Linked DNA regions of Sus scrofa: region 2 is linked to region 1. A link is a contact called in public HiChIP or PLAC-seq data. All regions are on one chromosome and are shown on one strand. Each heading gives the region's core, a stretch centred on a gene start, on an enhancer-like site or on the middle of the called end of the contact. The rest is flanking DNA. Distances are from core to core; before and after follow the strand shown.

Region 1 (4,067 bases), core at 956-3,455:
TCCATTTTGTGGCTAAACTTCTGTCATAAGTAATTTGTGCCTTTTGTAAGCTAAAGGACTCATTTCATTCAGGGATTTTTATTTGTATGTATATATTTTTTTGTCTATTTTTTTTAGAGCCACACTCGCAGTATATGGAGTTTCCCAGCTAGGGGTCCAATTGGAGCTGTAGCCACCGGCCTATGCCAGAGCCACAGAAATGCCAGATCCGAGCTGCGTCTGCGACCTACACCACAGCTCATGGCATTTCAACCCACTGAGTGAGGCCAGGGGTTGAACTTGCAACCTTGTGGTTCCCAGTCAGATTAGTTTCTGTTGTGCCATGACGGGAACTCCTATTTGTATATTTTAATTGGGGTATGGCATCTGTTTTTAAAGAGTTACCTGAATCATGGTGGATATATTCTAGAGATATCTACCAGTGTGATAAATGTGTGTGTCTTCCTATGGCCATGATCAGGAAGGATCATGTCATGTGGATGGATTTAGTGGATAACGTGCTCTTAGCATAGGCTAATTAAATGTTAAAATACCAACTTAACTATTTACAGGGAATAGTTAATTGTGTTACATAGGAAGTGCCATGGTTCTATACAAATATAGGAACCATTTCCAGTTTAGACTCAAGCAGGCAGAGGCTGTAGACTGCTGAAGAGGCTTAAAATAGTTCTCATCCATGAGTTCCCACTGTGGTGCAATGGGATCAGCATCATCTCTGTGTCGCTGGGATTTAGGTTAGTTCCCCAGCCTGGCACCATGAGTTAAGGACCTGGCATTCAGCTGTGGTGTAGGTTGAAACTGCAGCTGGGATCTGATCCATGGCCCATGAACTCCCTATACCACAGGGCGGCAAGAAAAAAAAAAAAAAAAAGAAAAAAAAATCTATCATCCAGGCATCAGAGCAGAATAATGTTGGTTCCCTGCCAAAATGAGGACAGAGACAACACATGTTTAAGATAATACTAGAGTTAATAAATAAAAGTACTGTAAAAACAGTGTCTTAAAGTGCATTTTTGTGTTATAAAGCACACTAGGGCTGTGTGATATCTATATTGCTATTTGTGCTGGAAAAAAATATGTGGGTTGTGCATTTTTGGTCTTAGGAGCCCAGGAAAGTTCTAATAATCATACATTGATTGTCTTCTCTATTGCTTATGAAGAACCAAACACAAAAACCCTAAATAGGGAATTCCCATCATGGCTCAGTGGTTAACAAACCCGACTAGGATCCATGGGGATGCAGGTTTGATCCCTGGCCTCGCTCAGTGGGTTGAGGATCCAGCATTGTCATGAGCTGTGGTGTAGGTTGCAGACATGGCTCAAATCTGGCATTGCTGTGGCTCTGGCATAGGCTGGCAGCAATAGCTCTGATTCCACCCCTAGCCTGGGAATTTCCATATGCCATAGGTGCAGCCCTTAAAAAAAAAAAAAAAAAAAGGCCCTGAACACACCATACTTTATCAAAGTGCTTGTCATCATCCCCGGAACATTACTGTATGCCCACTGATACTAAAAAAATGACATTTTATTATTGCTTTATACCTTCTTTCTTCCTTTTCTTTCCTTCCTTCCTTCCTCTCTCCCTCCCTCCCCCTTCTTCCTTCCTTCCTTCCTTTTGTCTCCCCTACATCTACTCTCTGGTTTACAGGAGAGAATTTGACAACAAGATTTTTAAAAAATCAAACATATTGAAGCTATTGTGGATCTTCTGCCATAGAGAGTGTAACATGGAATAAAGAGTCATTCTTATCTTCACAGGAGTAATGATGTTTTTAATAATTCTACATCTAACTCTAACTTTCTATTGATATTACCAGCTTTTTTCTTTTTACCATTAAAGAATTTCATTTTTCTTATTTATGGCTATTTTTTTCTGACTAGTTTACCATCGAGTGAGTATATTTAATGTATTATTCCGAGGAATTTTTCTTGAAAAACCATAATATAAAGAAAAGGGAAGCCTACTACCACATCTTGATTAAAAAACAAACTCTGCCCTATTTTTATTTAGGACAATCATCCATGAAAATATCAAAATACAGACAGAATATTACTTAGCTAGTTTTGTGCTGTGCTGATGTTGGACCCAACAACAAAGAGAAGAATCTTTCTTTGCTCTAGCCCAGATGTTACGAGGCAGTTGAACTTGGGTCTAACTGACCCAGGAGAATCAGTTGGCTGCTACAGTGGCCTTGCTTCTGGCTTTGTGGAGATCAAGGAAAGCCCTTTCAGCATGTCTGAGGGCCAGATTCAGTGTGTCTCAGGCAAGCTGGGGAGCACTTTGGCAAAAATCTCCTGAATTGTGCAACCTCTGACTCTGTTTTTTTCCAACATTTCCCTCTCAAAATCACATGCTTAAATTGGGCCATGCAGCTGTGTGTGGGTGGAGTGCTTATACTCAGAGCTCTTAGATCTGATGGAGCCTGGTTGGTGATACACTATTTCTTACCCCGCCCCCATACTGAAAACTTCAAAAGTAATCCCTTGAGGTAAGTTGATAACAAGATGTAAATGTGAAAATAGGGTTTGCCTTTTCTTGGTTTCATACATATGTAGTTTGTAGTTATCAGACATTTTGAAGATGTTTCACTTGCTTTTAGAAACCTAACAACAAATGTTATATGCCAGTAATTTTGTATCAAAGAATATCAAACTTAAAGTCTACATTTCCACAATATTAATTTTTAAATTTAAAGTTTTACAGAAGCTATATTAGAGTATTGACTATTGAAATTGAAAAAATAATCCTTCATATTCCTTGATTAAAAATACATTTTGAAACACTCCTAATTATACTTGCCACTGATTTTCTTTGAATTATGGAGCAGATGTTTTAGCACATGTAAAGAAGGATTTGATCCCTGGAACAAAGTTAATCTTGCAAGTTCAAAGAATAATGTGTTAGAGAGTAGTTATCATGGTCCCTAGGAATATTATTCTGTGGCCTCATGGAACCAGAGAGGTTATATTTTATGATTGCTAAGTTTACTAGCTGCCTCCACCTTCATCTTCCCCACATCCTCCAGCCCCCTCCCAGTTAAAGAAGAGACTTTATAATTAGGTTAAAAATGTCATGTGCAATATTGTATTGAATATCTAAGGTCTTTTTGCCAGGAAGAATAGAATGCAGCAACAAGAATTTTAAAAAAGTTACAGGAATATTAATGACACTTATGAAACTACTGTAGTAGATATGATTTAATCCAATAGAACTCTAATTTTAGAACTATAAGCCAAGCTTTATGAGAATGACTTCACCGAGATGACAACATAGCTTGTTTCTGATTTTGCTCCCCTCACTAAAGGAACAACCAACAAACTATTCAAGAACAAGACACCATGAGAATCTCAGAACCCAGGGGTGAGGCTGAAACACCTTCCCTGCACCACAGAGACCAAGAGAGACCTCAGTAGAGGGTAAGGGAAGCAGCTACAAGTTGATGACATTCTCCTTCTCTAGGCCAGCACAGCACCACAAGGAAAGGAACGGTCTCTCTGAGCCTCTGTTCCTCCAGGGGGAAAAGAGAACCCTGGGCAACAACTAGCCACCTCCCCCCAGTATTGTGGGTCTTTTTGTTGGAACACATACTCTCATCTTACACCATAGGGATTGTAGTGGAATCTGCAAGGTATCAACTACTGGGAATTGGACTGTGATGGAGAAGCGGGGAGGGGTATACCATTACCAGCACACAAATCTTGGCAGACTGAGTTCATATCTGCAGTGTCCAAGCAGTAATCCCGACTAGTGGCTTTGCTCATCTGCAGAATGTTACATTCTGACAAGGGAATTTGGAAGGGTGCAGATCTACCTGATTTTGATTCTCAAAAGAGGAGTTTTGCCAGGCCTGACTTGATTATGCCCAGGGTAGGAGCTGAGTCATAGCCTCACCTGCTCTAGAGAGTGCCTCCTGGTTCCTTGTGACCAGGGGGTCTGGTGAGAGCACCAGGAAGCTGTATAGCCCAGAAACCAGAAGCACCCAGTACTGAGGTAGGACCTATGTGACTGGAGGGAGAGAAGATATAGGGAAAGAGGCAGATAAGAATATACAAAAAGCACTAAAGGG
Region 2 (4,067 bases), core at 1,127-3,626, 220 kb after region 1:
CTGATTACAGACTATTCCTTTTATTAAAGCAGAGTGAGAAGATTTGCTTATTAATGTTCTGCCAGGTCTTCAGAAGTATAAACCCCAGCAGCCTCTTCTGGGAGGGGTGTAAAGGACACTCTGTACTTTGGAATGCCAGTTTCTGATAAAAGATGGAGGAAAAAAAGTTTCATTTTTTCATTTGCTGATTTTTCCAACAATAGGCTAGCTCTCTCTAAATCATACCTTTGATGTATCTGAGATATGGAATTATTCTGATTTTAGTGCAAAGTCCAAATAGTTACTTAACTCAACAGATGGTTATTATCATTCCCTTCAACAAAAATTTGATCTCTCTTATCAAAAAGTAAGTGTTCTGTGGAGAGGTTTCAAAGAATAAAATTGCAATATTTGTAGCACAATTAATTATTTTTATCATTACGCTTAACATCAAAGAGTATTTCGCACTCACCCTGAGAGTACCATATGGCTTCCATAACTATTAGACTTTGTTCCAGGGATGAAAAATTTAAATAGTTTTACTAATGAGTAATGTATTTAGCATGTGTGTTACAGTGATTTCTAGTGGTTACTGGAAGTTAACTTCTGGCAACACAGACTGAAGTAAAAGGCTTTCAATTGCTGCTACAGTAAAACAGATGAGGTGGGTCCCATCACTGGGGATGTTGGCTCTGTGTGAAGAGTAACGATGGGTAGATAACTATCAAAGCTATTAGAACATTCATGTAATTCCTCACATTCTTAGAAAAGAAAGATGCCTTTGCTATGGCTTTTATATAGAAACTTCCAATAAATAATAATGGAGACTACAGGAGAGAGAGAGCCAATCATTGAAATTTATATTGTGTTTCAAATACTTTTTTCATTACTAACTAATGCAGTAAATCTGGGCAACTTATTTAAGGATGAGAAAATACAAACTTCATAATGTATTGGAAATGATATAAAGCTCAGACCTAGCCTCCTAGAAAAATGCCAGGTAAAAATATGCCTCAGATCCACCTGTGTCTCTGCATTTTTCACTGACTACAGCAATACCAGTATTACAGAGAAAAATCTGTTGATAAGCTTAAGAGCCTTCAACATGTATACTGTTTGATCTTTACAAATAAATAAGCCTAACTCAAGGGCAAGGTAATTGTTCCAAATTGAATTTTTTCGTCCCATAATTCATATGGTGAAGTCCTAACCCCTAGTATCTCAGAATATGACCTTAATTAGGCAGAACATCATTGCAGCCGTAATTAGTTAGGATGAGATTGTGTTGGAATAGTGGGCCCCTAGTTCAAACTGGATTCCTTATTAAAAAGGGAACATTTGGACACAGAGACATGCACACAGGGAGAACGCCATGTGAAGATAAAAGCAGAGATTGGAGAGATGCTTCTAATAGCAAGAAATGCCAAAGACAGTCAGAAAACCACTAGTGGCTATGGGAGAAGCATGGAAAAGTTTCTCTCTCACATGTCTCAGAAGGAAGCAATCCTAGTAATACCTTGATCTCAAACTTCTAGCCTCCAGAACTGTGAGAGACAAATTTCTGTTGTCTGAGTTCCTCAGTTTGTAGTATGTTGTTATGGTAGGCTTAGCAAACTAATATAGCAATGCAAACATCTCATTTGTATTTTTATGTTAAATAATTGAACTTATGACTTAAGGAACTGAGTATAAGGATTTTATGTAACTTTCCAAGAATCAAGTAAATGACTTAAGAAAAAGTTAAATTTTTACCATATATTATTTGTTATTTGCCATAGAAAATGTATGCATCAATAAGATAAACTTTTTGTTATTTTAATGTAAATTTTACAGAAGTATAGTATACTTTCAAAAAAGGGCAAATCATAAGTGGATGTACCTTGAGAAAGTGAATACAAATATATGAACATATATGTACATATATACACACATATATACACACACATATATACATACACATGCATACATATATATGTCTTTAGCTTCTTCATCAAGAAATACATTAGTAGGTGTTCCCACTGTGGCACAGTGGATTACAAATTTTAACTGCTGCAGCTTGAGTCACTGTGGAGGCATGGGTTCCAATCCCCAGCTCAGCACAGTGGGTCAGAGGATCTGGTGTTGCCTCAGCAGTGGCATAGGTTGCAGCTGTTGCTTGGATTCAGTTCCTGGTCTGGGAACTTCCATATGCTGTGGGTACAGCCATTAAAAAAAAAAAAAAGAAAGAAATGCATTAATACAAGGACCTAATGCCCTCTTTTTTTATGTTGGTAAAATTACATAACGTAATATTTATCATTTTAATCTTTCTTAAGTTTATAATCTGGTGGTGTTAAATGCATTCAAGATGTTGTGTAACCATCACCACAGTCTATACTTAAAACATTTTCATCATTAGATAATAACTTCCTCTCTTTCTCTAGGAAGCTCTATTTTACTTTTTGCTCCATGAATTTGCCTATTCTAGGTATCTTATATATGAGGAATCCTACAGTATTTGTCCTCCAGTGCCTGGCTTGTTTCTTTAAATATAATGTTTTCATGGTCTGTTCATGTTGTGGCATATATAAAATTACCATTCCTTTTTATGGCTGAATAATATTCCACTGTGTGAATTTATTATATTTCTTTGTCCATTTATTTGATAATGGACACTTGGATTTTTCCCATCTTCTGGCTGTTGTGAAAAATGCTGCCATATACATATCTTTTTAAGTCTCTGCTTACAGTTCTTTTTGATATATATATCTATAAGTGGAATAGCTGGGTCATATGAAAGTTTTATATTTTGAGAAACTGCCAAACTGTTGTCCACAGCAGGTGCATCATTTTACTTTACCATCAGAAATGAAGGAGGGTTCTAATTTCTCTACATCTTTGCTGTTTTTATTTTCCATTCTTTTTTAGTCATCCTAGTAGGTATGAAGTGGTGATCTTATTGTGGTTTTAATTTGAATTTTCCTAATGAGTAATGGTATTAAGCTTCTTTTCATGTGCTTATTATCCATTTGTATATTTTATCTAGAAAAATATTTATTCAAGTTCTTTGCCCATTTTTGAACTGAGTTATTTTTGTTGTTGAGTTTTAGGAGTTCTTGATATATTCTGAATCTCAGTCACTTATTAGACATGTGATTTGTAAATATTTTCCCTTAGGCTTCCCACTGTGGCTCAGTGGTAATGAACCCAACTAGTATCCATGAGGATGCAGGTTTGATCCCTGGACTTGCTCAGTGGATTAAGGATCCAGCATTGCCATTTACTGCAGTGTGGGTCTTAGACATGGGCTTGGATCTGGCATGGCTGTGGCATAGGCCGGTGGCTAGGGCTCCAATTCAGCCACTAGCCTGGGAACTTCCATATACCACATGTGTGGCCCTAGAAAGAAAAAAATATTCCCTGTAGGTTTTCACTTTTTTGATAGTATCCCTTAATATGTAAAATTTCTTAATTTTGATGAAGTCCAATTTATCTACTTTTTTTTTTTTTTTTTTTTGCCTTCACTTTTGGGGTCATATCCATGTAATCATTATCAAATCCAGTGCCATGAAGATCTTCCACAGTTTTCTTCTAAGAGTTTTATGGTTTTAGCTCTTAAGGTTGGGTCTTTGGTAGATTTTGAGTTAACTTTTATAGGTAGTGGAAGATAAAAGTCCAGCTTCAATCTTTTGAATGTGGATATCCAGTTTTCCCAGTATACTGAATTGAAAAGACTGTCCTTTCCTCATTAAATGGTCTTGGTTCCTTTGTCAAATTTAATTGGCTATGTATGTGATAGTTTATTTTTGGGTTCTCTATTCTATTCCGTTTGTGTATATGTCTGTCCTTGTGCCAGTGCCATACTATTTTAAATTACTTTATCTTTGCAGTAAGTTGTGAGATCAGGAAGTGTCAGTCCTCCAATTTTATTCTTCTTTTTAACATTGCTTTAGCTCTTCAGGACACCTTGAAATTCCATATGAATTAAAGAATTTGCCTTTTCAATTCTGCAAGAAAGTCTATTGGAATTTTGATAGGGATTACAGTGAATCTGAGACATCCTCTTTTGCTACCTTTCAGTCAACTTCACCTTCTTCCACCATTAAGGA

Evidence for each region. HiChIP or PLAC-seq counts read pairs in DNA pulled down with a chosen protein or histone mark.
Region 2: an H3K27ac HiChIP or PLAC-seq map of alveolar macrophages shows a contact between it and region 1. The contact joins two enhancer-like sites. A contact is called at or near these places in 1 of 47 Hi-C or Micro-C datasets (epiblast stem cells) and 1 of 2 datasets of contacts at active chromatin or transcription factors (alveolar macrophages).

The regions. Positions count from the first base shown.
Region 1 is chr15:91,891,291-91,895,357 of Sscrofa11.1, forward strand. No RefSeq gene overlaps it. Among named protein-coding and RNA genes, the nearest start is that of ZSWIM2, 28 kb to the left of the region's middle. Within about 2 kb of position 2,206, at least 10 of the 83 cell types and tissues checked have an H3K27ac peak or open chromatin away from gene starts, as enhancers often do. A contact at or near this core is called in alveolar macrophages, where this site is marked.
Region 2 is chr15:92,107,290-92,111,356 of Sscrofa11.1, forward strand. No RefSeq gene overlaps it. Among named protein-coding and RNA genes, the nearest start is that of CALCRL, 170 kb to the right of the region's middle. Within about 2 kb of position 2,377, at least 1 of the 83 cell types and tissues checked has an H3K27ac peak or open chromatin away from gene starts, as enhancers often do. A contact at or near this core is called in alveolar macrophages, where this site is marked.